Linked DNA regions of Mus musculus: all the other regions are linked to region 3. The links are chromatin contacts, called in public HiChIP or PLAC-seq and promoter capture Hi-C maps. All regions are on one chromosome and are shown on one strand. Each heading gives the region's core, a stretch centred on a gene start, on an enhancer-like site or on the middle of the called end of the contact. The rest is flanking DNA. Distances are from core to core; before and after follow the strand shown. Region 1 holds the start of Gata2 (GATA binding protein 2). Region 2 has its middle 9.1 kb from the start of Mir6376. Region 3 holds the start of Ruvbl1 (RuvB-like protein 1). Region 4 has its middle 21 kb from the start of Gm38856. Region 5 has its middle 12 kb from the start of Gm38855. Region 6 holds the start of Podxl2 (podocalyxin-like 2). Region 7 overlaps Gm38708 (a long non-coding RNA gene).

What was found. Promoter capture Hi-C pulls out the DNA fragments that hold promoters and counts their contacts. HiChIP or PLAC-seq counts read pairs in DNA pulled down with a chosen protein or histone mark.
Region 1: an H3K4me3 HiChIP or PLAC-seq map of craniofacial prominence shows a contact between it and region 3, with 5 times the contacts expected there. The contact joins the promoter of Gata2 here to the promoter of Ruvbl1 in region 3. A contact is called at or near these places in 17 of 39 promoter capture datasets (the C10 cell line, the HPC-7 cell line, cranial neural crest and 10 more), 2 of 15 datasets of contacts at CTCF or cohesin (the NIH/3T3 cell line and pro-B cells), 11 of 484 Hi-C or Micro-C datasets (the G1E-ER4 cell line, bone marrow-derived DN3 thymocytes, bone marrow-derived macrophages and 7 more), 27 of 115 datasets of contacts at active chromatin or transcription factors (DN3 thymocytes, bone marrow-derived macrophages, craniofacial prominence and 15 more) and 4 of 9 other capture datasets (adipose tissue, liver, macrophages and 1 more).
Region 2: a contact with region 3 is called in a promoter capture Hi-C map of the HPC-7 cell line, with 8 times the contacts expected there. The contact joins the enhancer-like site here to the promoter of Ruvbl1 in region 3. A contact is called at or near these places in 18 of 39 promoter capture datasets (the 3T3-L1 cell line, 3T3-L1-derived adipocytes, the C10 cell line and 13 more), 1 of 15 datasets of contacts at CTCF or cohesin (the NIH/3T3 cell line), 5 of 484 Hi-C or Micro-C datasets (the HPC-5 cell line, bone marrow-derived DN3 thymocytes, bone marrow-derived macrophages and 1 more), 22 of 115 datasets of contacts at active chromatin or transcription factors (acute myeloid leukemia, bone marrow-derived macrophages, craniofacial prominence and 13 more) and 2 of 9 other capture datasets (adipose tissue and embryonic stem cells).
Region 4: an H3K4me3 HiChIP or PLAC-seq map of bone marrow-derived macrophages shows a contact between it and region 3, with 10 times the contacts expected there. The contact joins the enhancer-like site here to the promoter of Ruvbl1 in region 3. A contact is called at or near these places in 10 of 39 promoter capture datasets (the C10 cell line, the HPC-7 cell line, HPC-7-derived erythroid cells and 6 more), 1 of 15 datasets of contacts at CTCF or cohesin (the NIH/3T3 cell line), 4 of 484 Hi-C or Micro-C datasets (bone marrow-derived DN3 thymocytes, bone marrow-derived macrophages and conventional dendritic cells), 19 of 115 datasets of contacts at active chromatin or transcription factors (acute myeloid leukemia, bone marrow-derived macrophages, craniofacial prominence and 10 more) and 2 of 9 other capture datasets (liver and macrophages).
Region 5: a contact with region 3 is called in an H3K4me3 HiChIP or PLAC-seq map of bone marrow-derived macrophages, with 5 times the contacts expected there. The contact joins the enhancer-like site here to the promoter of Ruvbl1 in region 3. A contact is called at or near these places in 8 of 39 promoter capture datasets (the 3T3-L1 cell line, HPC-7-derived erythroid cells, cranial neural crest and 5 more) and 8 of 115 datasets of contacts at active chromatin or transcription factors (the SCID.adh cell line, bone marrow-derived macrophages, embryonic limb bud and 4 more).
Region 6: a contact with region 3 is called in an H3K27ac HiChIP or PLAC-seq map of embryonic stem cells, with 5 times the contacts expected there. The contact joins the promoter of Podxl2 here to the promoter of Ruvbl1 in region 3. A contact is called at or near these places in 13 of 39 promoter capture datasets (the 3T3-L1 cell line, the C10 cell line, the HPC-7 cell line and 9 more), 1 of 115 datasets of contacts at active chromatin or transcription factors (embryonic stem cells) and 1 of 9 other capture datasets (embryonic stem cells).
Region 7: a promoter capture Hi-C map of hematopoietic stem and progenitor cells shows a contact between it and region 3, with 3 times the contacts expected there. The contact joins the enhancer-like site here to the promoter of Ruvbl1 in region 3. A contact is called at or near these places in 15 of 39 promoter capture datasets (the C10 cell line, the HPC-7 cell line, the SN4741 cell line and 10 more), 2 of 484 Hi-C or Micro-C datasets (bone marrow-derived macrophages and nephron progenitors), 11 of 115 datasets of contacts at active chromatin or transcription factors (bone marrow-derived macrophages, embryonic basal ganglia, embryonic forebrain and 6 more) and 1 of 9 other capture datasets (adipose tissue).

What each region holds. Positions count from the first base shown.
Region 1 is chr6:88,196,900-88,200,665 of GRCm38.p6, forward strand. It overlaps Gata2 (GATA binding protein 2), which reads left to right and starts at 1,765. Exons shown (of 6, transcript NM_008090.5): 1 at 1,765-1,982; 2 at 2,618-2,890; 3 at 3,320-3,766. The coding sequence starts at 2,662. Gm38708 (a long non-coding RNA gene) reads right to left here and starts at 484. Exons shown (of 4, transcript XR_001785312.2): 1 at 1-484.
Region 2 is chr6:88,111,575-88,115,185 of GRCm38.p6, forward strand. No RefSeq gene overlaps it. Among named protein-coding and RNA genes, the nearest start is that of Mir6376, 9.1 kb to the left of the region's middle. Within about 2 kb of position 1,762, at least 41 of the 459 cell types and tissues checked have an H3K27ac peak or open chromatin away from gene starts, as enhancers often do. A contact at or near this core is called in the HPC-7 cell line, bone marrow-derived macrophages, craniofacial prominence and 1 more, where this site is marked.
Region 3 is chr6:88,462,815-88,466,846 of GRCm38.p6, forward strand. Ruvbl1 (RuvB-like protein 1) reads left to right here and starts at 2,595. Exons shown (of 11, transcript NM_019685.3): 1 at 2,595-2,854. The coding sequence starts at 2,714.
Region 4 is chr6:88,129,817-88,133,811 of GRCm38.p6, forward strand. No RefSeq gene overlaps it. Among named protein-coding and RNA genes, the nearest start is that of Gm38856, 21 kb to the right of the region's middle. Within about 2 kb of position 2,350, at least 36 of the 459 cell types and tissues checked have an H3K27ac peak or open chromatin away from gene starts, as enhancers often do. A contact at or near this core is called in craniofacial prominence, where this site is marked.
Region 5 is chr6:88,063,942-88,067,506 of GRCm38.p6, forward strand. No RefSeq gene overlaps it. Among named protein-coding and RNA genes, the nearest start is that of Gm38855, 12 kb to the left of the region's middle. Within about 2 kb of position 1,365, at least 75 of the 459 cell types and tissues checked have an H3K27ac peak or open chromatin away from gene starts, as enhancers often do. A contact at or near this core is called in bone marrow-derived macrophages and hematopoietic stem and progenitor cells, where this site is marked.
Region 6 is chr6:88,873,389-88,877,088 of GRCm38.p6, forward strand. It overlaps Podxl2 (podocalyxin-like 2), which reads right to left and starts at 1,658. Exons shown (of 8, transcript NM_001347327.2): 1 at 1,531-1,658. The coding sequence starts at 1,591.
Region 7 is chr6:88,164,853-88,168,856 of GRCm38.p6, forward strand. All of the region lies in intron 2 of Gm38708 (a long non-coding RNA gene), which reads right to left. Among named protein-coding and RNA genes, the nearest start is that of Gm38856, 14 kb to the left of the region's middle. Within about 2 kb of position 1,394, at least 24 of the 459 cell types and tissues checked have an H3K27ac peak or open chromatin away from gene starts, as enhancers often do. A contact at or near this core is called in hematopoietic stem and progenitor cells, where this site is marked.

The sequences.
Region 1 (3,766 bases), core at 515-3,014, 270 kb before region 3:
GGGAGAAGCCGAGAAAGCCTTCCCGAAAGCGGGTCCTAAGTGAACCGCGCAGTGGGAGCGCGAATCTGGCTGGCACTGAGACCACCCACCTGCCCAGCCGACCCCGAGGCACTGCGGTCTCGCGCCCCTCTAGCCCCTGGATCCCTCTTGCTAGACCTCCCGCCTCGGCTGGGCGCGGACTCCCGAGCCTCCTGGGCCCCTGATGGCTCTGGAGCACAGAGGCGCGGGGAATACAGCGGACAGCAGGACCCCCCCCCCCCCGCGCCAGGGAGCAAGAGGCGCGGGTTTCCGGTCCAGTGGAGTTCTGCACCCCGGGCCCCAGGCCTTTACCTGTTCCAGGGCCTCGGACAGACAGATGGACGCCAGCCGCAGAGGCCAGAGGAGGCCCTGCCGTGCGCGCGCCCCCTCAGCGCTGTCCGCAGAGGACCTGGGAGGGGGTGACGGGGGCGCGCCCGAGAAGCTGAGCCCTCCTGGCTGGGCGCCCCCCGAGCCGAGGGGACCGAGGGCTTTCCACCCTCCTTGGATTATTAAAAAGTTCATTTCCTGGCGAATCGGGTGACGTCAGGGGCCCGGCGTCGCGGTGGCGGGGCCGCCGGGCCGGAGAAGCCGCCTCCAGTTACCCAATTACGGACTGTCAATCCTGCCGCCCCTCCCCCATCCTTGGGGGCGGCGGGGACCCCAGCCTTTCCCCAGCTCGGGACCAACCTGGGACTCCTCTGGAATTATTCTTTAGGGGTTTCGGTCCCTGCAAAGATAGAGGAGCTATGTGGAGGGCTCCAAGCTTGGCCAATCCATCGCACCTGTCTAGATTCCCCTAAAAGTCTTGGACTCACAAGCTTCTTTCTGGACTCTTGGAGTTTAGGTCTCCCATCTATAGCCAGGGAGGGAGCTAGGTTTGTATACTCGCCACTGAACTCACTTGTCTCTCCAGAATGGAGGTGTTGTGGAGAAAAACTCCAGGTGACTTTGGGGAAAAAGTGCTCACAACATTGCTTCCCTCTCCCTAAAGACCGTCTCGGGGACCCTTAGAAAGAAAAAATATATATGGTTAATACCCCGGGAGTCTCCCTTCAGCCGACTCTGGCGCCAGTTTCCCGCTCCACGGCCTCGCCCCAGGCAGTTCAGCCTGGTGGTCTACTAAGGCCCCGCCCGGAGCCCTTCCCCCTCCCTGGGCCACTGGCTTGACCGCGACCATTATTGGTCTAGCACAGCCTCAAGTGTCTTAGTGCTCAAAGTTCGGGTGCCCTAGAGAAGTCCACAATCCCTAGACTCATGTTGTCCAGCGGATCCTACCAGCCTCTTGCACAGCTATCCCTGATAGAAGGACAGAGAGTTTGGGGAGTCAGTTGGATTTGGGCTGGCCGTCGTCCGTAGCAGTGGAGGTGGGGCTCCGCCCGAGAGTAGAAAGCTGTGGTCCCAGCAGAGAGATACCCAGAAGGTGCACGTCTCGGCTCCTGGGAAGTCAGGGACCCTATTCGTGCCTAGTTGCTGGGAGGGCAGAGGTTGGAAGACCTGAGCGTCTGCCGGAGGGGTGCAGGGTCTGCCCACGGCGAAGGTCCCCTGGGGGGGGGGGGCGTTGGCATCAGAGGCCGCAGAGAGGGCGCTGGTAGGGGGCCAGGCAGCCTAGGAGGCCAGCTTGCGGGTCATTCCCGAAGTCCAGCGGCCAAAGCGGCGGGAGCAGCCAATGGGGGGGCGGAGGCTGGGCGGCGCGCGGCGCTGATTGGCTGGCGCCGGCTTCATAGGCGTGCGCGGCCCCCGCTTCACGTCTGTGCAGGAGTCGGCAGCTGGCGCCAGGGCGGCCGGAGGATGCAGAGGGGCCGGAGCCGGGCGGGCCGGAGGCCGAGACGCGCGCTGTCCCCCACCCCTATCCCGTGAATCCGCCGGCCCTGGAACGCGCTGTCGCTGGGCCCGCCGTACCCGGGCTCTCCTGGTGTCTCTTACTCTCTACTGCTGAGCCCTCCCCTTCCCGCGCCGCTGCGAGTGTAAGTTTGAGGTTCAGGGGGCTTGTGGACATTCCTAGGTTGGAGGGATCTCTGTGGAGCTCAGACCAGGATCTCCTGTGGGCGATTACGTTCTTATGCTTTGGGGAGAGGTTGGCTGACTGCTAGAGAGTGCATTGGGGACCGGCTCGCAGCCCCAGGAACTGCGGGTGCGTTTTTTGGGGTGGCCCGGGGTGTTGGGGGTTAGTTTGTGTATATATTGTCAAAGTGTTACGGGGGCGTGGGAGAGCGTGTGCCCCAGAGTGGATGTCTAGGCAACTGTCTCTAACTTTTAGTCAGAGTTTATGTGTTTGTGTGCCCAGAGGACAGGGGCACGGTGTGAGAACCTGATTTCAGTTCCGCGTGCGTTTTGGGGGGGTCACCGATGTCAGGACCTATCCGTGTGTGTGACCTCGTGTATGTGGAGTTGCGTCTGTGGGAACGCGAGTTTCCCTGCAAGTGTATGAGGCTGAACCCCTTCCTTCACCTTCCTTTCGTTTTAAACCTTGCGCTTTCCTTCCACCCGGGACTGGTCCTCAGTGAAGCTCCGATGGAACGTCTTTGCTCTCAAGACACAGACTTTGGGAATGGGGGTGTCAGAAGGCGGCAGTGTCCTTCACATTCCCTCTGTTATCCAGGGCCGCCCCACCTTCGCCTGGTTCCCAAGACACAGTAGTGGACCATGGAGGTGGCGCCTGAGCAGCCTCGCTGGATGGCGCACCCCGCCGTATTGAATGCGCAGCACCCCGACTCGCACCATCCGGGCCTGGCGCATAACTACATGGAGCCAGCACAGCTGCTGCCTCCCGACGAGGTGGATGTCTTCTTCAACCATCTCGACTCGCAGGGCAACCCTTACTACGCCAACCCGGCCCACGCGCGCGCGCGCGTTTCCTACAGCCCGGCGCATGGTGAGCTTTGGCCCCCGAGGTTTCTGGAAGCCTGGCGCCCGGGCCAGGCCTTGGAGGGGGGACGGCCTGTTGCTGCTTCCCGGATGTGGGATCCACAGGAATCTGAGCAGCTGCGAAATCGGGCCTAAGAAGATGGAGGCAGGGACTTCTTAGGGAGGGTCTGGGACCTGTAGGGTTTCGGTCCATTTCCAAGTGTCTTGGCGGGGGTGGGGGTGGGGGAATCCTTCTGGGCCCTGTCCGGTGGGGCTGCTGTGTCACTTGTCCTTCGGCCTTTCACTGACATTGCTGATGATTACAGGCTGAGGTGTTACGTTTCTGATGTTTTAAAGGGTGGGGCTGCTGATGGTAGTTCGCTGAGTTGTGATCCTGTGTGCCCGGGTCATGGCTCTGAAGCCCCTGGTCATCCTCACCCCCTTTCCCTCTGCACAGCCCGTCTCACCGGAGGCCAGATGTGCCGACCACACTTGTTGCACAGCCCAGGCTTGCCGTGGCTGGACGGGGGCAAAGCAGCTCTCTCTGCCGCCGCTGCCCATCACCACAGTCCCTGGACCGTCAGCCCGTTCTCCAAGACCCCGCTGCACCCCTCAGCTGCTGGAGCACCCGGAGGGCCTCTGTCTGTTTACCCAGGGGCTGCGGGTGGGAGCGGGGGAGGCAGTGGGAGCTCCGTGGCCTCCCTCACCCCCACTGCAGCCCACTCGGGCTCCCATCTCTTCGGCTTCCCACCCACGCCACCCAAAGAAGTGTCTCCAGACCCCAGCACAACAGGAGCTGCTTCCCCGGCCTCTTCTTCTGCAGGGGGTAGTGTAGCCCGGGGTGAGGACAAGGATGGCGTCAAGTACCAAGTGTCACTCTCCGAGAGCATGAAGATGGAAGGCG
Region 2 (3,611 bases), core at 512-3,011, 350 kb before region 3:
AGAGCAAATGCAGCAAATGCAGGCAGTTCATCATTCACCCGTGACGCGTGTGACCAGGTAAGAACACCTCTCTGGCTTCCCTCTTGTCCACCTCCCAGTCCCCGGCGGAGGGACCCCTTCCCTCTTTTTTTTTTTTTTTTTTTTTTTTTTTTGGTCTTTCGAGACAGGGTTTCTCTATATAGCCCTGGCTGTCCTGGAGCTCACTTTGTAGACCAGGCTGGCCTCGAACTCAGAAATCCGCCTGCCTCTGCCTCCCGAGTGCTGGGATCAAAGGCGTGCGCCACCACGCCCGGCCCCCTTCCCTCTTTTGCATCCTCCCTGACTCCTGGATTGAAGAGAATGAACGGGAGCTAGAAGTCATGCAGGGCTGTTCCTGGGGCGCAGGGCAGTGATTGTTCGTGGGTGACATAAATCTCTTTAAGGACACAGAGCTGCGTCTAGACTGTGTGCTCTCCACTGACCGGTCTCTCACCGTCATGGGTCACTTTCTTGGATTTTTGCTGCATTTGAGCTTTACACAGTTTTCCTCCCTCACCCCTCTCTCTGAGACAGTCTCATGTATCACAGGTGAGCCTTGTATTCAAGATGTCGTTGAAGATGACCTTGAACTGCTGATTCTCCTGCCTCCACCTCCCAAGTTTTGAGATTACAGGTGTGTAATGCCATGTCTGGTTTTCACTGTTTTCTCTCCATATTAGTCAATCAATCAATCAATCAGTGCTAGACAGGATCTCATTTTGCAGCCCTGGCTGGCCTGGAACTCTATTTGCTGTTTGTTTTTTGAGACAAGATTTCTCAGTGAATCCCTGGCTGTCCTGGAACTTGCTCTGTAGACTTGGTTGGCCTCAAACTCAAAGATCCTCTTGCCTCTGTCTCCCTAAAGGTAGATGTCACCACCTCCCAGCTTGGCCCGAAACTCTTACAGAGCAGGCCGGCCTCAAACAGAGATGGCCTCAAACCTTTGCCATCTTCCCTAACCCAACCCCTGTGGCATTAAGGGCACTCGCTAGCATGTCTGGCTGCCAAGCTTTCTTAAAGGTGGGTGTGGGGGCTATTTACAAAGGTTTGGAAAATAAACCCTCACTAGGAAGCAAATAGAAAGGTAGGGTTGGGTTAGGTGGGATGCTGCAGCTGTCTTCCGGGACCTGTAGCCTTGGCAAAGTCATCCAACCGCTAGGAACTTTGTTTCCATCTTTAAAATGCAATAATGTTTGTTCCTTAGAGTGGTGTGAGCCTGAAATGAGTCTGCCAGTGGGGTGGCTCCTTTGGTGGTGGCAGTCCCAGCTGGGTAACAGGAACACACTACAGTGCTAATGATAAGAAGATGCAGCCTGGCAGCTCACAGAGCACTGGTGTCCTCCAGCCCCCAGCAGAGGACTGGGGTCCTCTATGCCTCTCTGCACAGTGACATGTGGGGACTGCTCTGGACATTTTCTAGATCAGGGATGTAGAGCAACTTTGAGTTTTGTCTGTAGAAGAGAATAATCTCTTGTTTTGAGGTCACAGAGCAGGTAGCAGGCACTCAATGAAGGCTGTAGCCCCTGGAATGTACCACAGCACTGCGGGGCAGCACCTCTGGCTGCTCTGGTTGTTTTGTGCATGTGGCCTATCCCTTGATTTTCTTGTTGCAAAGTGAATTGGTGTCTCTGGCCCCAGGGCACAGGGTCAGGGAAGAGCTGGGTTTCACCTTGCTATATGGGGTTCGGGTAGGGGTTGAATTGGAGCCTTGTAGCCACTAGAGGGCACTCCAAACCCTGCAAATCCACCCCTGCTTGGGCCTCAGGGTGGACAGAGGGTGGGTGTCTGCATGCAGAGATGGAAGGAGCCTGGATACTGGGGCCTCTCACCCTTCGTCCCTGTTTTGCCCACGTTGGCTGTGGGTGGCCTTGCTGGCCTCACGCTCTGATCTGACGTAGGCTCATCCTGAGATCCAGCGCAGAGGGCTCCGGTGAGGATCAGGGATGAGTGAGGCCCCAGACAGTCACCTTGTTGACAGGTTCACATTCTAGGTTTGGGCCCTTACACCACTGGTTCCTTTCTGACTTCTTCCTGGTGCAGGGATGGGACCCAGAGCTTGGGTGCACTAGGGTACTGAAGCACAGCCCAGCCCCCATTAGTTCCTGCCAGCTACACCCCCTGCAATCATCAGAGTAGAAGTTGTTATTGAGGACACCAGGGAACACTGAGAATGAGAAAGAGCTGAAGAGCTGAAGCCCTCAGCCCTTGCTGTCAGGTACCTATGAGGGCTCTGCACAGCAACAACAACAGAAAGCCAAAATTCATAAAACAAAACAAAATATGCTCTCTGAACCCCCAAGACAGAAAACAGTGGTAGGTCACAAACAGGATCTGTGTGATCAAGAAAGCAGGGGACCCATCTGACTGGGTCAGCACCCCCCCCCCGGGGATTCTGGGTAATCACTGGGGGTTGGGTCCATGGGGGCCAGAATGTTCTGCTGGCCTTGGGCATCAGAGGCAGCAGCCGATAAGTCGAGACTAGGGTTGATGGGCCAGCAGACCACGGTGGCTCTTTGATCCTTGGAGTGATTTACTCAGCAGGAATATGTATGTCACATGAGAGGCTTGTCCTCCCAAGCCTGGCTGCTGGGACAAAGCTGCCCTTTCCTCTTTCCTAGGCTAGCCCGACTCCATGTGGGGTTGTGGGGTCCTAGGTGGCTGTGGTCAGCTCATGAATGGTATGTCAGGAGCTCCAGAGAGCGAGTCCGTGGGAGGTGAGCTGAGTGCTCCAGTGAACAGGCATCCAAGCACAGAGGGCCAACGGAGCAAGACAGGACCCGGGCCTCGGCCCTCACCCTGCTCCACTGGAAGACTCTGGTGGCTGGTTGGGGCCCAGTATGAGTGGGGCCCCCATGAGTGTATGGAGAAGGCCTACCCGGCGTGAAGCTTTCTGTCTCCACACCCAAGCTTATACTTCATCTGCTATCACCTCCCTCCTCCTCTGTCCTTTGGGCCCATTGCAGCACTCCTCTGTAGGCTCCAGGAGGTGCACATGTGTTTTCAATTGTAAAAACAATGCATGCTCATAGCAAGCCTTCAAACTGTCCAGAAGGCACAGAAAAGAGAGCGGAAGCCCCACCTTCCTCCCACTCTCCTACCCACCTAGAGCTTTCTTAGTGGATTCCCTGGAGGGTTTCGTTTTAACTGTATGTCTCTGTGCTCTGCTCCACATCAGCTCCCGTGGCCTGGGCCAGACCCAGATCCACACAGCATGCATTGAAGATGTTGCACAGGATGGCTATGGAGGGGAGGTGTGTGTGACATACAGAGAGAGAGACAGAGAGAGAGTCAGAGAGAGAGAGAGACAGAGAGAGAGAGAGACAGAGAGAATGAGAGACAGTGAGAGAATGTGTGTATGCACGTGTGTGAGTGTGTATGTGTGTGTGTGTGAGAGAGAGTATGTGTGTGTGTATGTGAGTATGTATGTGTGTGTGAGAGAGACAGAGACATAGAGACAGAGTGAGAGAGTATGTATATGCACATGTATGAGTGTGTATGTGTGTGAGAGAGTGAGAATGTGTGAGTGTGTGTATGTATGTGTGTGAACGTGTGTGTGTGTGTGTGTGTGTGTGAATGAGTATGTGTGTGCCTCT
Region 3 (4,032 bases), core at 1,345-3,844:
CTGTAGATTTTTGTTTTATGGTGTTAGGAGGTGACCTCACCACAACCAATAAGATGGCCGAGTCCTTCTACTCTGCCCAGATAGAAATCCTGGGTAGGTGCAAAGTTCTTCAATGCTGGTAGTCTCAAACTCTTGAGAGCCACAGCCCATGGGCCAGACTGGCAGACCAAGAGGCTTACACCTTCAGTTCTGAGAGCCAGGGGCCTGTTGCTCCAGGCTGTAGAAGCCAGAGGCTTCCAGCTCTGGGTACTCAGGTTGGCAGCTCATCACTCTTGGTTTAAATTACCTGTGGCCCCTGTACATAGCAACTGTTGTTATACACAGCTTCTAGCAGGAAGTGATGCCTGCTAGCTTTACAGTTTCTAAGTAGGTCAAGTGTTGGGACCCTCAACTCTTACAGTGTCTGGTGTAATAAATGTTGACCCTTAAAACTTAAAGCTCCAGGCTGGAGAGATGGCTCAGCGGTTTAGAGCACTGACTGCTCTTCTGAAGGTCCTGAGTTCAAATCCCAGCAACCACATGGTGGCTCACAACCATCACAAACATCAGTACAGCTACAATGTACTCATATACATTAGATAGATAGATAGATAGATAGATAGATAGATAGATAGATAGATAGACAGATCCATCTTAAAAAAGAACTTAAAGATCCCTGGGCTGGAGAGATGACTCTGCAGTTAGAAGCACTGGTGTTCTTACAGAGGACTCAAATTCAAATCCCAACACGCATATGGTGGCTCACAACCATGAGTAACTTCAGTTCTAGAGGATCTGACATCCTCTTCTGATGTCCTTAGGCACTGCCTGGTATATTTATACTTGCAGGAAAAACACCCACACAGATAAATAAAATAATAAAATAAAAAGACTTGCCAGGCAGTGGTGGCACATGCCTTTAATCCCAGCACTTGGAAGGCAGAGGCAGGAGGACTTCTGAGTTCGAGGCCAGCCTGGTCTACAGCGTGAGTTCCAGGACAGCCAGGGCTACACAGAGAAATCCTGTCTTGAAAAACCAAAAATAAAAATAAAAATAAATTTAAAAAATTTAAAAAGACTTGGCACTCCTTGGAACTTGTCTAGCAATCCCTGCCTCTGGCTTCTCTGCTGCCAGTCACATGCCATTTCTGCTTCCAGTCTAGAAACTCTCTATTTTTACTCTGTCTTTATTTTACTCTAGAACTCTCTAGCTGCCTTTCATCACAGTCTTCACTGCTACAGTCTCTAGGCTTGTCTTCTTCATATTACCGGCTCAGCCCACAATACTATTAATATAGGTGGAAAGACTGAGAAATCAAACAATGGGCCTAAAGTTGCACCACAGCTACACATTGCACAGCACAGGAAGGTGTCTCCTGGCTGACTTAAAAGTGAGGAAAGTGAGGGACACAGGAGGCAGAGGCAGGTGGATTTCTGAGTTTGAGGCCAGTCTGGTCTACAGAGTGAGTTCCAGGACACCCAGGGCTATACAGAGAAACACTGTCTCGAGAAAAAAAAAGTGAGGGACACCTGCTTAGAGAGCCAGAATGTTGAGAGAGTAAGCAAGAGTGTTTGCCGTCCTTAGTATAGCCCTTCTTGAAAATGAAGCATTAAATTTGGACTATGGCAAGGTGGATTGTGAAAACAAACTACCATATTTGCACCAATATCAGAGCCGTTGATTATTCAAATGAAGGACCATAGTTTCACCATTCACAGGCAGCTTTTGTTCACCTACCTGGAGACTTGCACCCACTCCAGACTGATGAAAATATCTGGTCAGAGTATGGTGGTAGCACCTTTAATGCCAGCAACTCAGGAGGCAGAGACAGGTGGGGGCCCTGGAGTTTTAGGCCAGGCAAGGCTACACAAACACATCTTCTCTTTTCCTTCCTTCCTTTTTTTCCTTTAAGGGTTTTTTTTTTTTTTTGTTTGTTTGTTTGTTTGTTTTTTTTTTTTTTTTTCCGAGACAGGGTTTCTCTGTATAGCCCTGGCTGTCCTGGAACTCACTCTGTAGACCAGGCTGGCCTCGAACTCAGAAATCTGCCTGCCTCTGCCTCCCGAGTGCTGGGATTAAAGGCGTGCGCCACCACCGCCGAGTTTCTTTAAGGTTCTTATTGGGCATATGATGACCAGAATTATGGCATGAAGTGTTTGAAAAGTTTTGGCTGGAATAGTGCCTTCAGGATCTAGTGTATTCTGGAAAAAAAAAAATGGGAGCAGTGGGGCATTCTCTGGGTGTCTAAATAATTCGGTGAGCACTGGAGAAGTTTGGGCAGCTGCTTTGCTGATGATTCTCTCAGGACATCCAAGCACCTGGAAAAGATTTAACATCTGTCAGTGAAGAAGTTAACTCACCCTGGCACAAATATGTTATTCTAAAGAAAAAAAATAGGCATTAAAAGAGGCATTTATAATTAAAAACCTGTCATTCACATTAATAGTGCTTAAGTACTTAAGCAGTTCTCAGTCAAATGTGGCCAGGGCAGGAAATGTTTGCCCTGGGGGAACTTATCCTGTGACACAGACGGAAGTTACTGGGCGAAACTCAGCAGCCGTGACCAGCGTAGCTTTTAGCCAATAGAAAGCGAAGCCTTCTCGCCTCCCCCAATGACATATTGATAGGGGCGGGTCCAGGAGAGCGGCCTAGTAACGGCCGCGTGGTAACCCAGGCGCCTGGCGTGCGGTAGTTCCTACCACTCCACGCAGGTTGTGTTCCTAGACACTCGGCAAAATGAAGATTGAGGAGGTGAAGAGCACCACGAAGACGCAGCGCATCGCCTCCCACAGCCACGTGAAGGGTCTGGGGCTGGACGAGAGCGGCCTAGCCAAGCAGGCGGCTTCGGGTCTCGTGGGCCAGGAGAACGCGAGAGAGGTGGGCGTGGGGCTTGTGCGCGAGGTGTGGGCGGCGGGACCAGGATCCACTAAGATCTAAGAAGTAAGGATCACACTAGCGAGCAAAGGCTGCATCCTTTGCGGGTCACGGCACGCAAATTAGACCTCACCGGAAACGCAGTGGAAGGCTGTGCGGTTAAGTATAGAATTGACTACGTTTTCAGAGTTGATATGGGTTCTTTGGGCCTGGGAGCTGATCTGTTAAGTGGAGCGGTGAGGACTGTCTGATCTATTCCCCATCCAAGCACTCCAGCTTTTCCAGGTCAGTCTTCCTAAAGTCATGCCAGGTCTTTCTATCGGTTCTGTTTTGCACATGAAGAAGTTAAAGGTGGGTTAGGCCGCTTAACCACCTGCCAGTTTAGCAGTAATGAGGCTGGTATCTCCCTCCCCCTAACCCCCATCAAATCAGTATTCTTCCCATTTCTTCAGCCTCCTCCACTCTGAACTCTGCAGAGGTTCAGTGTCTACAAAAACTTGCTTTTTTACATGTGGTGAAGACTGCTTTCTCAGCCTCTTGCACACAGAAAGTGCCAGCAGCAAAGAGCATCATCTATCCAAAAAGGGAAATGTTTGACCCTAGCATGCTTGCATCTTTTCTTGCAAGCAGGTAGTAGCAGTTTAATGCTTTCTATTGGCCAGGCAGCTTTGAGTCTATTGTTTCTTATTTCATTTCTGTCCATGTGACATTTCTGTGTATGTGACTTCAGAGGCTGCTCTAGACCTGCATCTGCACCCACACCAGCAGCCTCTGGTACTCCATATCTTATCCTTCCTATTCTTTGAATGTTAGCCGGTATTTATTTTTGTTTGTTTTCACGACAGTCTCACTATGTAGCTCTGGCTGTCCTGGGACTCTGTAGACCAGACTGGCCTTGAGTTCACAGGGATCCGACTGCCTCTGCCTCCTGAGTGCTAAGATTAAAGGTGTGGGCCATTACACCTGGCTTCCTTAGCTGATATTTCTTTGTTTCTTTTCCTGTTTGACAAAATGTGCGCAAATGCAGTGCAGTCATGTGACTGCCATGGTGCTCTGGTAGAGGTCAGAGGTTCTTTCCTTCCACTGTGGGATCCAGGGATTGAACTCAGGTCCTCAGGTTTACACTACAAGTGCTTTTCACCCACTGAACCATCTCACCAGCCCTTGCCAATTCTTTTATT
Region 4 (3,995 bases), core at 1,100-3,599, 330 kb before region 3:
GTGTGTGTGCATGTATGCAAATAAGGTGAGAAATAGGACCAGTCAGGTGAGAGCTGTCAAACAGGGCATGGGGTGGGAGTTTGGGGGTGGAGAAAGCCTGCCAAATATTGAGGGTGTTTTCAGTTAGGTCATGTGATTTATCTCTCCCCCTCTTCCCCTATGCTGCAAGGGAAGTGGGGAGGTGGAAAAATCCCCGTAGTTTGTTGAGTTTGTTTCAGAGTTGAGCTCACTTATTGCTCCTCCCAGGCTGTTGAGATGAAAGACTCAGTCTCCACTCAGAGTTGTGGTTGACCTGAGGGCTGTTAGACAGCCTGCTTTTCAGGGGGTTCTTGGTGGGATCCATCAGCCAGGGACTTTGTATACTTCAGTTCCTTGCCACAGCAACCGCAGGAAGTATACCTGGATGCCAGGGGCAGCAGCCTGTTCAGTTGTCACAGGGGCCCTCACAACCATTGTGGATTCCTGTTGTCACCACAGTCCACCCAGGTGGTTTGCCTTTAGGGTTTCTGGGATCGGTCCCACCCTGGTCACTGAGGTGACCTTTAAGAGGTAGAGCCCAGGGAAAGGTGACTAGGTCCCTGCAACATCAGGACTGGTGGAGTAACCTGAAAGTAGACGCTATAAGGACCAAGACGGGCTCCTCCTAGCTCTAGCTTCCTATTTCAGAGTGTGGTTCTTTTCCCTCTGGTCACCTTGAAATGCCATCCTTGACGATGGGCTGAGGGAGGGAGTGGTGGGCTGTTGGGATGTCACCCCCAATACTGTAAGGTAAAGAAATCTTTTTACCTGGTTTTTTTCTTAATTTTTCTATTACTTTATTTTTTATGTATATGAGTGTTTTACCTGCATGTAAGTCTGTACACCACATTTCTGGTGTCTAAGGAGGTCAAAGAGTGTATTGGATCCCCTGGAACTGGAGTTATAGACAGTTGGGAGCCACTGTGTAGGTGCTGGGATTTGAACCTGGCTCCTCTGCAAAAGCAGCTGGTGTTCTTAACCACTGAGCCATCTTTCTAGCTCCCCTTTTGGTCTTTAAACTTTTAAAATTATATTTATTTGCTTATTGTGCATGTGTGTGCATGTGTTTGCACGTTTGAATGCATGTGCAGAGGTCAGAGGGCAGTTTGGGGGATCTGCCTCTTCTTCCTTGCTTGGTTCCAAAGATTAAATTTATGTCATCAAGTTTGGCAACAAATTTCTTTTCCCACTAAACAGCTAGTCTTAATCCAGACAGTGGATTATTACAGTGGAAAATAGACTAAAATCTCTCTCTCTCTCTCACACACACACACAGACATACACACACACACAGAGAGAGAGAGAGAGAGAGAGAGAGATACACATATACACACGTACATATACACACATACATATACAGAGACACGTGCTCACACACTTACACAGAGTCACACACACACACATACACACACAGAGTCACACACATGAGACACATATACAGACACACACATAAACACACACATCATCCTCTAATATTTTCACACTTAATAGTTGGACTTTCATCCATGAGAACATATGAATAAATCAGCTTAAGCCTCTCTCTCTCTCTCTCTCTCTCTCTCTCTCTGTCTCTCTCTCTCTCTCTCGGTTTTGCTGTGTAGCCCAAGCTGACCTTGAACTTGAACTTGGGATCCTTCTGCTTCGGGCTTCAGGTCTCAGAGTGCTGGGATTGCAGGCTTTGGCTGGGTGGATAGAGGATTGAGGAGGAGAGAGTGAGAACCAGAGGTGCCGTCTGGGGTGGGCAGAGAGCATCCAAGTTGGCTCAGGAAGTCTGGGCAGTGCTTGTGGGGTGGCAGGGTGAGACACACTCCTGGGCAGGCAATTGGCAGGGCCTGGGGTGGCAGGAGCTGACCAAGCAGCAGGTATGTCCACGTTCTGATAACAGTGACATGAAGGTGCCAGATGCAGTGCTCCATAGGACTGAGGCTCATCTCTGCTTCCGAGGTGGTATTTTCCCTCCCTCCTCCCTCTCCCTATCTCCCCACTTCCCTCCTCCTTCTTCTAGTCCTCCTCCTCCTCTCGTCCTCCTCCTCCTTCTTATTTTTTTTTTTTAATAAAAATAACTACGAAGAGTTCAAGATGCCTTTCTTTCAAGACATCACAGCACTTAGGTCCCAGCAGCACATCGGTGGCAAAGAATGTCCCCTGTCACTGTGGCTGCTTGCCTTTATTTGAAGTGTCTGGCTGAGCTATCTGCCGGTGACATGCTTCTTTCAGAGCGAATTATTCATCCCCCACAAGCCCCGTCTCCCCCGGCCTGGACTCTGCTCGTCCCTGCAGGTGTGAAGACAGGCTCGGCCTTTGTGTGCTAGGCGCTTGTCCCCCTCCCGCCGTCCCCCTCTTGGAACCCCTCCAGGCTTGTCAAGACTCTCCTGGATCTGGGCTCTGCGGTGTGCAGGGCTGACGGCCCCTGTCATCGAGGCGAAGCCGTGCAGCCTCCAGCCCGCCTCTAATCTCCCCCTTCACAAAGGGCAGCTCTGTCACTCAGGGGGACGGCAGGCAGACCTGGATCTGGGGCCATGCGATATTAGAGGAAGCAGCCCTGCAGAGGCAGCCGTGGCCTTCCATACAGTGGACTGGTAGGCAGAGGGGCTGGACAAGTCATGGAGAGCAGAGCCATCCTGAGTCACCCAAGTCAAGGAGCTGAGTTGGATGTACCACAGAAGGCAGCCAGCCTCAGTTGTGCAAGGGAGTCATCCTCTGAAAGCTAAGGAGAGCCCTAAAAGAGGGTCATCACCCTTCACCCCACCAGACACCAGCATCCTTCAGTGCTGCCTCTGGGTCAGTGGTGATAAACAGTGGGTATGGGGAGGCAGGGGTACCTGGAGATAAGTGACACTGTCCCTTAGACCCTGTCTCTTCTTCCCACGGGGAAGCACACACCAGCTGCACAGGGAAGCTGTGTCCAGCAGGTGTCTACTGTCTGCACTGGGGTGGTGTCACAGAGCAGAGGGGAAAGCTGGGCCCACAGGCACTGTGACCCCTGCAGACAGATTTCTTCCACCTGCCCAGTGTATGGAAGTATATTACCAGAGTTATTAATAGAACAACATGCAATGGGCTAGGGAGATGGCTCAAAGGTTAAGAGCACCAACTGCTCTTCCAGAGGTCCTGAGTTCAATTCCCAGCATCCACATGGTGGCTCACAACCATCTGTAATGGGATCTGATGCCCTCTTCTGATGTGTCTGAAGACATTGACACTGTACTCATACACATAAAATAAATAAATCTTAAAAAAGAAAGGTATGCAAATTCCACGTGAAAACGTGACTGCGTGGGGCTTACCTCAGCTCAAGGCCACCCCAGGCTGGCGTTAGGCAGTGGGCCTACAGGGGGCAGAGCAGAGAAGATGGCGAAGGCACTGGTCTCTCTGCTCCAGAGCATCTGTTGTGAGGCACATAGGCCAGCGACACTAAGTTGCATCTATTCTATGGAGACTTTTAGGCTTAAGAACTCAGGGACCCAGAGCATATGTCCACTGGCAACCTAAGTCATTATGGTCATTCTCAGCCACAGTCCCTGCTTCTTCCCTTCCTCCCTTCTTCCTTTCCTCCTTTCCTCACTCCCTTCCTTCCTTCTTCCTTTCCTTTCTTCCTTCCTCCCCACCCCTTTCCTTTCTTGCTTTTAGCTTCTTGAGACTGGGCCTCTGTAGCCTGGGCTGGACTAGACCTCACTATGTAACCCAGGTTGACCTCAGACTCACTTAGCCTTCCAAGGGCTGAGAGTCCAGTTGTGAAGGGGCCACTCTTGCCCTGTTTCTTCATCCGTAGAATGGATTTCCAGAACCAATCATATGAAAATAAAAGGATCGTGTCTGTTATCTGCCTAAGCCGGGGTCAGAAAAGGGATCTCTGATGAAAGAGGAGATGCCATCCTCAAAGGGCAGGAGCTTTGTTGACGGTTTTCACTTCTGTACCATGTGGCTAACCTTTCCCCTGGTTAGGCTGCCTCTTCAGAGAGCAGCTGAGATGACTG
Region 5 (3,565 bases), core at 115-2,614, 400 kb before region 3:
TACGTGCTGAATTTTATGACCCTAATGGTATTTCCATCATGGAGTCAGTTGTGCTAAGGTCTGGCTGGGGCCTGTTACATTTGACCCTCCTATTTCCTCTAGGAGTTAAAGTTATAGAGGTTACCTGCCATATCTTGCTTTTACATGCATGCTAGGATTTCAAACTCAGGTCCTGTCCAGTTAGCTTTTAGTGTCAACTTGATACCAAAAGTCACAACCTGTAATCACCTGTGGAAAGGGAACTTCAAGAGAAGCATTGCCCTGTGATGGTGTCTTTGAGAGATCGTCATAACTGATGATTGATGGGGGAGGCCCAGCCTCCTGTGGGAAGCACCACCCCTAGGCAGGCAGCCTGAGCTGTATGAGAAAACTAACTGAGTAGGAGGCAGAGAACAAGCCATAAGCCACCTTCCTCTGTGGCTTCTGCTCCAGGTTCCCTCCTTGAGTTCCTGCCCTGACTTCCCTCAGTGATGGATTGTGATGTAGAAATGTAAAGTGAAACTAACCCTTTCTGTAAGGTGCTTTTGGTCATAGTGTTTACAGGAAAAGCACACTCGAACAGGTTTGTGTGCTTTCATGGCAGATGCTTCGCCAACAGAGCCATTCCCCTGGCCCTCATAACCACAGTTTGTATGTGGTTCTGGCTAATCAAGCAACTGTAGTCACAATCTTTATTTTTTATTTTGTTTTTTGTTCTTTGTTTTTTGAGACAGGGTTTCTCTGTGTAGCCCTGGTTGTCCTGAAACTCACTTTGTAGACCAGACTGGCCTCGAACTCAGAAATCTGCCTGCCTCTGCCTTCCTCGTGCTGGGATTAAAGGTGTGTGCCACCACGTCCGGCTGGAGAGATGTATTTTTTAAGAACATAGATTTGATCAGGAGTGGGGCAGTGAGCAAGATGTAAAATGAATAAGTAACAACAACAACAACAACAGAACATTAATTTATCACTATTGTCTATCTCTCAAATACTTTCTTGACCTCAGGTTCTTTCATGAGGTCAAGCCCTATGAGCACCCCACCCCCACCCCCACCCCCCGCCCAGTAGCACAGAAGCGGCATCAAGAAACCCAGGTGAGAACAACAGGAATCTCTGAAGGACATTGACTTCACGTTTCTGAGGAAATGCACTTTGCCAAGAAGCCCAGAAGCCTGTGGAAGCCACCTCAAACTCCCAGAGGCCAGTGACTGCACAGCTAAGGCTTTGAGGCCTCTGTGAAGCCTTAAGGAGGCTAAGCCCGGGATTCCAAAGAGTCTCAACTGCAAGCTCTACCGACATGCTTTCCAGACTCTCACCAAGCTCAGGAAGCTGATTTGTGGCTTTGCCAACCAAAGAACAAAGCCCAAACCAAAACGGAAGCGGGAGCTCTGGCCTAAGGCCAGGCTTCAGTTCCTGTTCTTGCTCTAACTCCAGCTCAGACTCCTGAAGGTGCCCAGGCCCCTGTGATGGCTACACAGTTAAAGCCTCTATTACCAGTGGACTAAGACAGACTGCCATGACTCCATCTCCCCCACCATTTGAAGATGGCTGGTGTTCTGTACTGTTTTTACAAGTAAATTAGAGGGGAAAAATGTGTTGGGTGTGGATAGATGGCTGAGCACTTATTTGACATGATCATACCTCTGGATTTGACTCCAGTACTAAGAAAGGACGTTGTATACACCCTTTTTCTCTCTCTTCTCTCTCCATTGACTAGAATGGAATATAAGGGCAACCAGAATTTATTTGACATTTACATTTTTTATCTATTTCTTTTTATATGTATAGGTGTTTTTGTCTGCACATATGTCTGTGTACCACGTGTGCATGGTGCCAGTGGAGGTTAGAAGAGGCCATTGGATCCCCAGGGACTGGAGTTACAGACAGTTGTGAGCCACCATGTGGATGCTGACAACCAAACCTGGGTCTTCTGCAAGAGCAGCAAGTCCTCTTAACCACTGAGTGCTCTCTCTCTCTCTCTCTCTCTCTCTCTCTCTCTCTCTCTCTCTCTCTCTCTCTCTCTCTTTCTCTCTCTCTCTCTCTGTAGCTCCAGATAAAATATATCTTAAAAATTAAAAAAAGAAATGTAAGGGGAGGGTAGTTCTCAGGCTCAATCTGTCTCTGAAATGTGTGTAGCATGGCTGTAGCTTTACCGTTCCCCAGGAGATTCCCAACAAACGCTGCAATTATATTTCTTTACTCATTCACCCACTTATTGATTTGTTTTGACACAGGGGTTCACTCTACATAATCCAAAGCAGACCAGAGTTCACTATGTAGCCTAGGAAACCCTCTGCCTCAGCTTTCAGAATGTTGAAGCTCCAGAGCTGTGCCACCACACCAGCATTTTCAGCCTTGAGGAGTCCTAAAGTTAAAAAGGTCGTTAAAGCTGAGGAAGGTGGCACACACTGGTAATAAAGGCTACAAAGTCTTAACAAAAGAACTGCATCTGGGGGCTGCAGAGATGCTGATTGGTTAACAGCACTGCCTGCTCTTCCAGAGGACTGGACCACAACTCCCAGCACACACAAGGCAGCTCACTACTATCTGTAACTCCAGTTCTGATGGCCTCTTCATTCCTCTGTGGGCAGCAGCACTGATGCTGTGCACAGGCATACACACCAGTAACACACACATACACATGTAAAATAATAATAATAATAATAATAATAATAATAATAATAATAATAACAATAACAATAATAATAATAAAAAAAACCAACTACATCTGTCGGTGTTCCCTGCTGGAAGCAAGTGACCAGGTGACAATGTGGGCAAGGAGGTGGAGCACAAGCTGCAGGGTGTGCTTCCCTGACATGTTCACAAAGGAAGCCTGACTAAACTGGAAAGTACAGTTGGTGGCTTCATGTCCCCCTTCATCCTATCTGAAACTGGGCAGTGATGGGGAAGTGTCATAGCCATCTTTGGTCTTAAGGGGACACTTTGAAGATGAAAACCACAGGATAAGGAAGACTGAGCATAAAAGGGACATGGGTCCCAGGCAGCTCCATGGTGACCTCAGTTAGTGAGGAAGAAGAAATGTGGTTCTGGCTGAGGAACTATAGCGTGAGTGCTAGACACGAACCCAGAGCCTTGTGTGTACTTGGCAAGAATTCATGCTTTGGAAGTTGTATTCTATTTTACATGGTATTTTGGTGGTGCTTTAATTTTCTGCATGTTTTAAGACAGAACTTCATGCAACCCAGTCTTACTGTGGGCTCAAACTTACTATATGTAGCTGAAGAAGATCTTGAATATTTGGGCCTCCTGCCTCCATCTCCACATGTTGGGAATACAAATCCTTACACCTGTCTAATGTGCTCTGTCCCTTTTTTTCTCTTTGTTTGTTTCTTTCTCTCTTTCTTATTTTCTTTCCTCCTTCTCTTCTTCCTCCTCCTCACCTTCCTTTTCCTCCTCCTTATTTTTTTTAACATTTATTTATTATTATATGTAAGTACACTGTGGCTGTCTTTAGACACACCAGAAGAGGGTGTCAGATCTCATTATGAATGGTTGTGAGCCACCATGTGGTTACTGGGATTTGAACTCAGGACCTTCAGAAGAACAGTCAGTGCTCTTAACTGCT
Region 6 (3,700 bases), core at 408-2,907, 410 kb after region 3:
CTGACTTGCACTGCTGGCAGAGATGGTGTGGTCCCTACCTAGAGAGAGAGAGCAGACCTCCCAGAGCTTTGCAAAGATCTGGGTGGTCTGTGTAGATGTCCCAGGCCAACATCAATAGACACTTCCCCATAAAATGTGCCCAGGGCAGGCACAGCAGTGTGAGGGGTCAGTTACCTCTCTGACTTTTTGTTTTATTTATCTATCTATTTATTTAGAGACAGGGTCTTGCTCTGCAGCCCAGACTGGACTTGGATTCCCAATCCTCCTGCCCCTTAGGTTCCAAAGAGCTGGAATTACAGTTAAGTACAACCCTAATCAGCGTTCTCCCACCTCCGCCCTTCTCCAGACATTTTCCTGGTGTTCTATCATTGACAGTCTCAAAGTAAGGGCCCACCACCTATTCATATCAAACAAGGTCTTCACCTGACTTCACATAGACGCCTCCTCGAATTTGTATACATTACACTGGGTGGGTTTTGGTGGGGTAACTGCCTGAGCACTAGTGGCCAGTCCCATGCCTGTCTCCACTGGAGGGGAAGCGACGCAGTCGAGGACACGCGTTCACCAAGTCTTGTAGCCCACCCAGCCCAGCACCCTGCTCCTGCCCCAGGCCCACCTTAGGACAGGGTCCCAGCTCCGATCTTCCCTGAGAAAGCTGCTCTCCCATGTCCTGGTCTGACCCACCTTTGCAGTCAGCCTTCCTCCCTCCCCTTCTGTGGTGGCGGCTTGCCTCTGAGCCTGTCAAGCTTTTGTGCCCGCCCCCTACACTCGCACACACCCCTGAATCCCATGTCTACCCTGAGAAGCTGTCTCTTTCTCCCTCACACACATATTTCTTACCTGCCTCAGGCCCCGACCTGTCACACGCCCACACTAACGAGGTATCCGGAGTGACTGCTGAATGAAAACCACGTACCCGAGTCTCACACACAGCCCCATATGGCGGCAGTCGCTGTCGCAGACCTACCCCTTTGTCAGCTCCTAATAAAGTTGCCCCGCGCAGTCGAGGACACGCGTTCACAACGACACGCACACGCCTTCCCAGGCAAGCTCCACGCACATGTAAACATCCACCTCGGCCACGCAGCTCTTTCTTTCTCGGCCCTCGGCATCCCCGGCCCACGCGCTTTGGGTACCCGCCGGACCTTTACGATGCGATTTCTCCAAGGGTGTCACCCGTGCGCTCTCGCCTCCCTGCTGAGCTTCTCTACACCCTCGCGCGCACACACGCACACGCCCCTCTGCTCCTTGGCCGCAGACTGGTCACCTGTCACCTGTCACCTGGCGAGGGGTGGGGCGCGGACACCCTGGTGCAGCGGCCCCGCCGCCGCCGTCCTCGAGCGCGCGCGTGGCACGGAGCATCCAGCGCCCAGGACAGGGCGCCTGGGGGGTCCCCGCGCCAGGCCCCGCGCCGCCGCCTCCTCCCCGCGCGCGGCCGACCCCGCGCGCCCCACAGCCTTTGTTCTGCGGCGCTGCCAGCACTGGCCCGTGGCGCGCTGCGCCCTCGCGGCTTGGCCCGGCCCCACTCACCGGCGGCCAGCAGCAACAGCAGCGGCGGCGGCAGTCGGGCGGCCCGCAGCGGCCGGGCCATGGTGCAGCGTTGCCGCCCGCAGCCGCAGCGCCGCGGCGCCCGGGCCGGCCTCGGGGGCGCGCAAAGCGAAGGCGGCGGCGCGCGTGCGCCCCGTTGGCCTGCGTACCCGCCACTCACGCGCTCATCCGCCCAATCGATGCAGCGGAGGGATCGGGGGCGGGACCCTATTGCGGAGTCCGGCTTCGCACCTGCACCTCGGGCCTCGAGCACTTCGCCACCCGGGGGGGGGGACCTCCCTGGGAAGCGGGTCCCGAACCTTTTGTGCAGCAGACCGGGCCCCAGTTACAGCGAAGGAGACAGAGGCCAGGATCAGCAGGGACCTGTTGGGGCACGTGGCCTGGGGATCCTGAAGGCCGGAGAGGACCAGGCTTTGGTGAAGGGACTGGGCAAGAGCAGAGAGCTGAACTCTGTGCCGGGTGTAGTTTATTTTCATTTTATGTGTGTGAATGTTTTCCCTACATGTACATATGTGCACCACGTGCGTGTTTGAAGTCCACTGATGGTTGTTGAGCCACCATGTGGGTGCTGGGAACTGAACTTGGGTCAGTCCATGCTCTTAACCTCTGACCCACTACAGCTTCCAGGGGTAGTTTAGACCCCCAATTTCCAGTTGGCTTTCACAGCCTGAGGAGATTTGTCCTTGTCTTCAGACATCTTGTGGGAGTCACCTTTCTCTCTAGCCAGCGCTTCTCCTTGACTTCAAGTTTCTTTTTGTGCCAATATGGCAAATCCGACAGGCATTGCTCTTCCTAAGTGTCAGGAGGGCAGGAACATTCCTCAGCATGTTCCAGAGCCACAAGTGTAGGAAGGCAGGTTAAGCACAAACGGAGGCAGAGGGGACCTTCTATGGAGACATTTATAGGATGCATGGATGTTGGGTAAGCTGGGTTTTGGCGAAACCATTCTAGATACAGAGAGAAACTGTGGCAATTCTCAGATAGAAAGATGTCTCACTTCTTTAAGTGACAGTGAAAACACTGACTGAAGCGTGACTGTCCCACGCCTGTAATATTTGTACCGCACTAGAAGGGATTCAGGTTAAGACCAGGGCAGTCTGAGCGACATAAGATTGTCTGGTGGGGGAGGGGAGCTAGAGAGACAGCTCCGCACAGAGTTTGTGGCTCTTGGAGGACCCAGATTTGGTTCCCAGCACCCACACTTGCTACTGTCTGTAACTCCAGCTCCAGGAAACCCAGTGCCTAGTCTTCTACTAGATTGAATCAGTCTGTACTTAAAGGCATGCTGTGTTGGGAGAGAGACTCTAGGTTTGTGTTTTAAAAAAGAAGAAAAGGCTTTGGACTCCTTCCGAAATAATAAGGATCAGACTTGACAGAGGGCGACTCCCTGAAGATCTTGGCTACAGACAAGAAGAGGAAGACTGGCAAGATCAACAAGATGGGTAATGTATACACTGATCCCTATACTTGGGGACAGCTCTGGGACTTAAATGTCTATATACAGACAACAAATTGTATTGACTACAAAATTCTCAGGGCTTATTATGACATACCATCTTTTCAGATAGTGTAAATGGAGATTTGAGTTTGATTATATGATCAGACTAACTTCTAAAGAAAGACAGTTGTCTTTCACCTGTTCAAACAGCAGAAAATCATTCTTAATTGATCTCCGCACCCCGCACTTTCAATGCAAATGTCGATAAGGTTTGTATATTGCAGAATGGAAGACCAAGAAGGCAGCCCTGACAGGATTCACCCTCGAGGATCCTGAGCTACTGAGACCTACTGTTCCAGCTTCTTGCTTGATCCTACTTCAGCTGTATCAAAGCTATTTCCTCTAAAGACTTGCTTCCGGGACATTTTCAGAATAATTAGCTCACTTGGCCCAGCCTTTCAGACTGTTCCAGTCAGACTTCATTTAAGCCTACACTTTCTCAACATACAGAGACTGGACAACAGATGCTACAGCTAGCTTTCTTAAGAGTAACTGGTTTTAGCCGGGCGTGGTGGCGCACGCCTTTAATCCCAGCACTTGGGAGGCAGAGGCAGGCAGATTTCTGAGTTCGAGGCCAGCCTGGTCTACAAAGTGAGTTCTAGGACAGCCAGAGCTACATAGAGAAACCCTGTCTTGAAAAACAAAAACAAACAA
Region 7 (4,004 bases), core at 144-2,643, 300 kb before region 3:
AGACAACTTCATACTTAACAAGATTTAATGGCAGTAAAACAAAGGTCAAAATACATCTAATTATCTCATCCATACAAGAGACTGTTACTCAGATGTAGAGAGATGAGATCTGATGTATGCTGCCACATGAGTAAAGTGTTAAAGCATACGCACAAGAAAGAAGCTTATTACAAAATAAACTATGAAAAATGCATTTGTTTCTTAATGAATTTGTATCTTCCCATAGCCATTAAACTAAGAAACCCGTATCCTATTTGACAGAGGGACTCCAGAGTTGGGGGTCTCCAAGGCAACTTTTGTAAGTGCTGAAAGGTGGTGAAGACTCCATTGTCTGTCAGACTGAGACGATGGCAGTCACCTTGTGTCCAGTCCTGGGGGAGGGGGTGCAACAAGCCCTGACACATCCACTCACTAAACAACCCAGGAGCTGAGGCAGACAGAGCAGCTCTGTGTGTGTTACCAAGTTGGCCTCAGATACACTGTAGAGCAGAAGAGCAAGGTGCAGTTGTCTTATACAGTGTCCAGTGTGAATTCACACAGAATCACCCCTCAGTCGCGATGAGGAGACCAAGAGGGCTGGATTTCTACCAGGGCACTTCTCCCAGTCTTGGGGCTGGAACGTGTGGCTGGGTGGTGAGACTGGAACAAAGTCAGCTTTTCCTCTCACGTCCTTGATCTGCCTCAACCTCAGAGAACTGAGAGCAGAAAATGCTATGACAACCCAGGGCATGAGGGCGAGGCAAAGCTGGCGTCCCATTCTAGATAACTTGGGCTTTATTCCATTTAGGACCACTCTTTCCTTGTGGGAAGATATGGAGAGGCTGGGGTGACCCTCGCTTAGTTCCAGAATCCCACTGGCTAGGCCAAACAGCCTTCTCGGGAATGACTGACCATTTAGCTGTGGTAGGCATGGCTGTCCAGGACACGTCCTGACGTTGCCTTGATGATTCCCAGGATGTCAGCAGATTGGATCAGGCTTCTCTCTCGCACCATGAACTTGTCGCATCTTCATTTTATCCTGCTATGGGAGCTCTGAATAGGAGAAAGTCCGATATGGAGCTGGGACAGGGCTCTGAGGGACTCTCCCCTAAGTCTGTTTGCTACCTGAGCCTCGTTCTGAAGCTTGTTGTCTCACCCAAGAACGGGGACAACTGACCCCTGGCACGACCCTGTCTCCAGCTGGCCACCACAGCTCCTCGGACCATGCTCTCCAGCCCTGTCAATGGTTGGTTCCACATCCATAAGGTGAGCTCTGATGGATGGTCTGGGACCTATAAGAAGCCGACTACCACTTTAGGCTTGCAGCCAGCCGAGTGGCCCGGCCATCCACCTCTGCTCCGCAGGAGCACCACAAGGTGGTTTCCGTAAGTTGGGGGTGATTGCATAACTTCACCAACTGCCATGCCGGATATATTTTGCAACCCAGGCCACTGTGCCACACGTGCTAGTTGGCACAGCCAGGCTTCCCGCAGAGGCCGGAGGAAGTCTGAGAGTGAGAGGTACTGACTACACCTCCCCACACCTGGGAGCTCCTTCTGCAGGCTGTACTTAGATCTGGTTGGAGATGAGGGTCCCACTGTTCTCCAGTGACAGAGGGGAGATGGGACATCCACGTGCCAAACACAGGAGTTTGGGCTTCTGAGAACTCATCATCACGTGTCACAAGCTTTTCTTGGAGGTCAAGTGAAGATATAACTTCCAAGTCCCATTGGAAGGGTCCACCTCACCCCATGGACTAACTCCCACCAGGCCACATGATAGGGAAACACCCAGATGCCTGGGGTGAACCTCAGCCATGTTCAAGGACATGTAGAGTTCTGGGGACCCTGGGGACATGGTAGATGTTATGATCATTGGGATAAGAATGTGAGGGATCGCTGGGGATTAGAGGACCTCACTACATCCTGTATGCCCCTCAACATGGACATCGTGAGAGGTGACCCAGCTAGCAGGTTTGGCTCTTTCCACATGCTCTCCAGCCATTGTCCCAGTTGTTAGGGTCCTATGGACTCGAATAGGAGAATGCTCTCTCAGTGCTCTAAGTTCCTCTCAGAGCATGGCCAAGGGTCGCAAGGAAAGTGGGAGCAGACAAGGAGTGAGAAACACTCTCTGTAACTTTAATTTTTTCAAACTTTGTTTTTAATGATAGTTCTTAAAGGTCTTAACCTTCCTTTTAGCCCACCACCTACCAGAGATAGTGGGAAAGAAAGGATATGTGGGAAGTGGACCTATTTAGAAAGGTTCTTTGGAGCAACTCCTGTCTGTGCTGTCTGGAAGTTCAGTTCATAGGTTGGCAGTGGCAGCTCGATGCACTACACAGATACACCAGCAGTCCCGTTCGGTAGAGTCGGGATGGCAAACACTTATCAGCAGTGGCACTACCTAGACAGCTAGGCCTCAGCCTCGACTTGAGTCAGCAGAAGGGACCAAGAGGTAGGCCAGAAGAAGTTCTTGGCTGTGCCTCTCTCAGAGAAATGAAAATCAGTGAAGATGTGAGACCCACAAGCATTGCACAGGAAGCTCTATAAGCAAGCCCAGCTCAGCCTCTGTCACTGTCCATTATGCCTATGTATATCCTCCGAACATGACATGTCCTCCTCGGGTCTTGCCTCAGCACGTGGGTCTGTCTCAGCTGACATCACTCTGCCAATCAGCCCAAGTCTGCAGAAGTGACAAGAAACTGCAGTACACCACCAAAAGTTATTTGGTGTGTTTCTCCCTAAGGAGTCCCAACAAACGCAGCTCAACTACACAGTGTAAGGCGGACCAATACATGTGTGCCATTAGCGAAGAAGCCTTCATCATGTGTCCTTTCACGTGCTCTCTTTAGCAGAACATCCTTTCATCTGTGTCTGCTTCAGCTAAATGTTCCTTCACGAGTCTGCCTTAGCAAAACACCATCCAACCATCCAAAGAACCCTTAAGTTTCCACTTCACATCTCCTTCCTGGTTTGGGTTTTCAGAGGTACCTTGGACACACCCACAGATTCTTGATGTGGCTCCTCACCACTGGAAGAGATGTGTGCTGAACCCACTCTTAAAACAACACTGAATAAAAAGGGGTGCTCCCCAAGGGTCAGATATCTGCTTGGGGGCAGTATGGTTCTAGTGACTGGCCAGGACTAGGGTTAAAGACACACCTCTCACTCAAGCTTTGGGCTACACCAAGGTGCCCTGAGCCTGGTGCTCCTTCTCCAAAGCCCACACTGCAGCACAGTCCTCCCTGCCTGTCCTGCCCCTTTGCTCTCCAGGGAGATGCTGATTTCAGGGTTTTGTTTGTCCTCTGGGAGCCAACCTAGCAGGGATATTCTGAGCACAGAGCAGCCAGACCCAGGACATGGATGTTCAGTTCCAACTGGCAGTGTCTGCCTCCCCATGCTGGTTTGCTCCGGCCCTCCTTGTCCTGGATGCTCTTGCTGGGTGTCCTGTGGACTGCTTTGAGCTAATATGATGCCCTCTGGCTTGAAGGAGAACTGCTTAGACATGTCAGTGCCAAGCAGGGCCTCTCCAGTGAGATGATTCTCCTAAGATTAGAGGGCACATTACGTGGCGGAGCTTGGGGTGAGTCTACACACCTCTGTGTTGATTTTGGAAAATCTCTACAGCATGCCATGAGCAGGGAAACCTTCTGGTTACCTTTAAATTCCCAGAGTAAAGGGAATACTGTGACGTTACCTCCATGCAAAACCAAGGCTGCCTCCCACACCCCACACCTTCCACACAGCAGGAGCAATGCCATGTATAGGTTCGGATCACTGTGGAGATTAATTAGTTTTGTCAACTTGACATAAGCTAGATTCATCTGGGGATGGGAGATCTCAACTGAGAAATTGCCACCAGCAGATTGGACTATGGGCAAGTCAGTAGGGGTATTTTCTTGACTAATGGGTTGTATGAGAAAGCAGGCTGAGCAAGCCATTAGGAGAGAGCTGTAAGCAGCATTCCTCCACAGTTCCTGCCTCTGCTACTGCTTGAGTTCCTGCCCTGACTTCCACCAATGATGG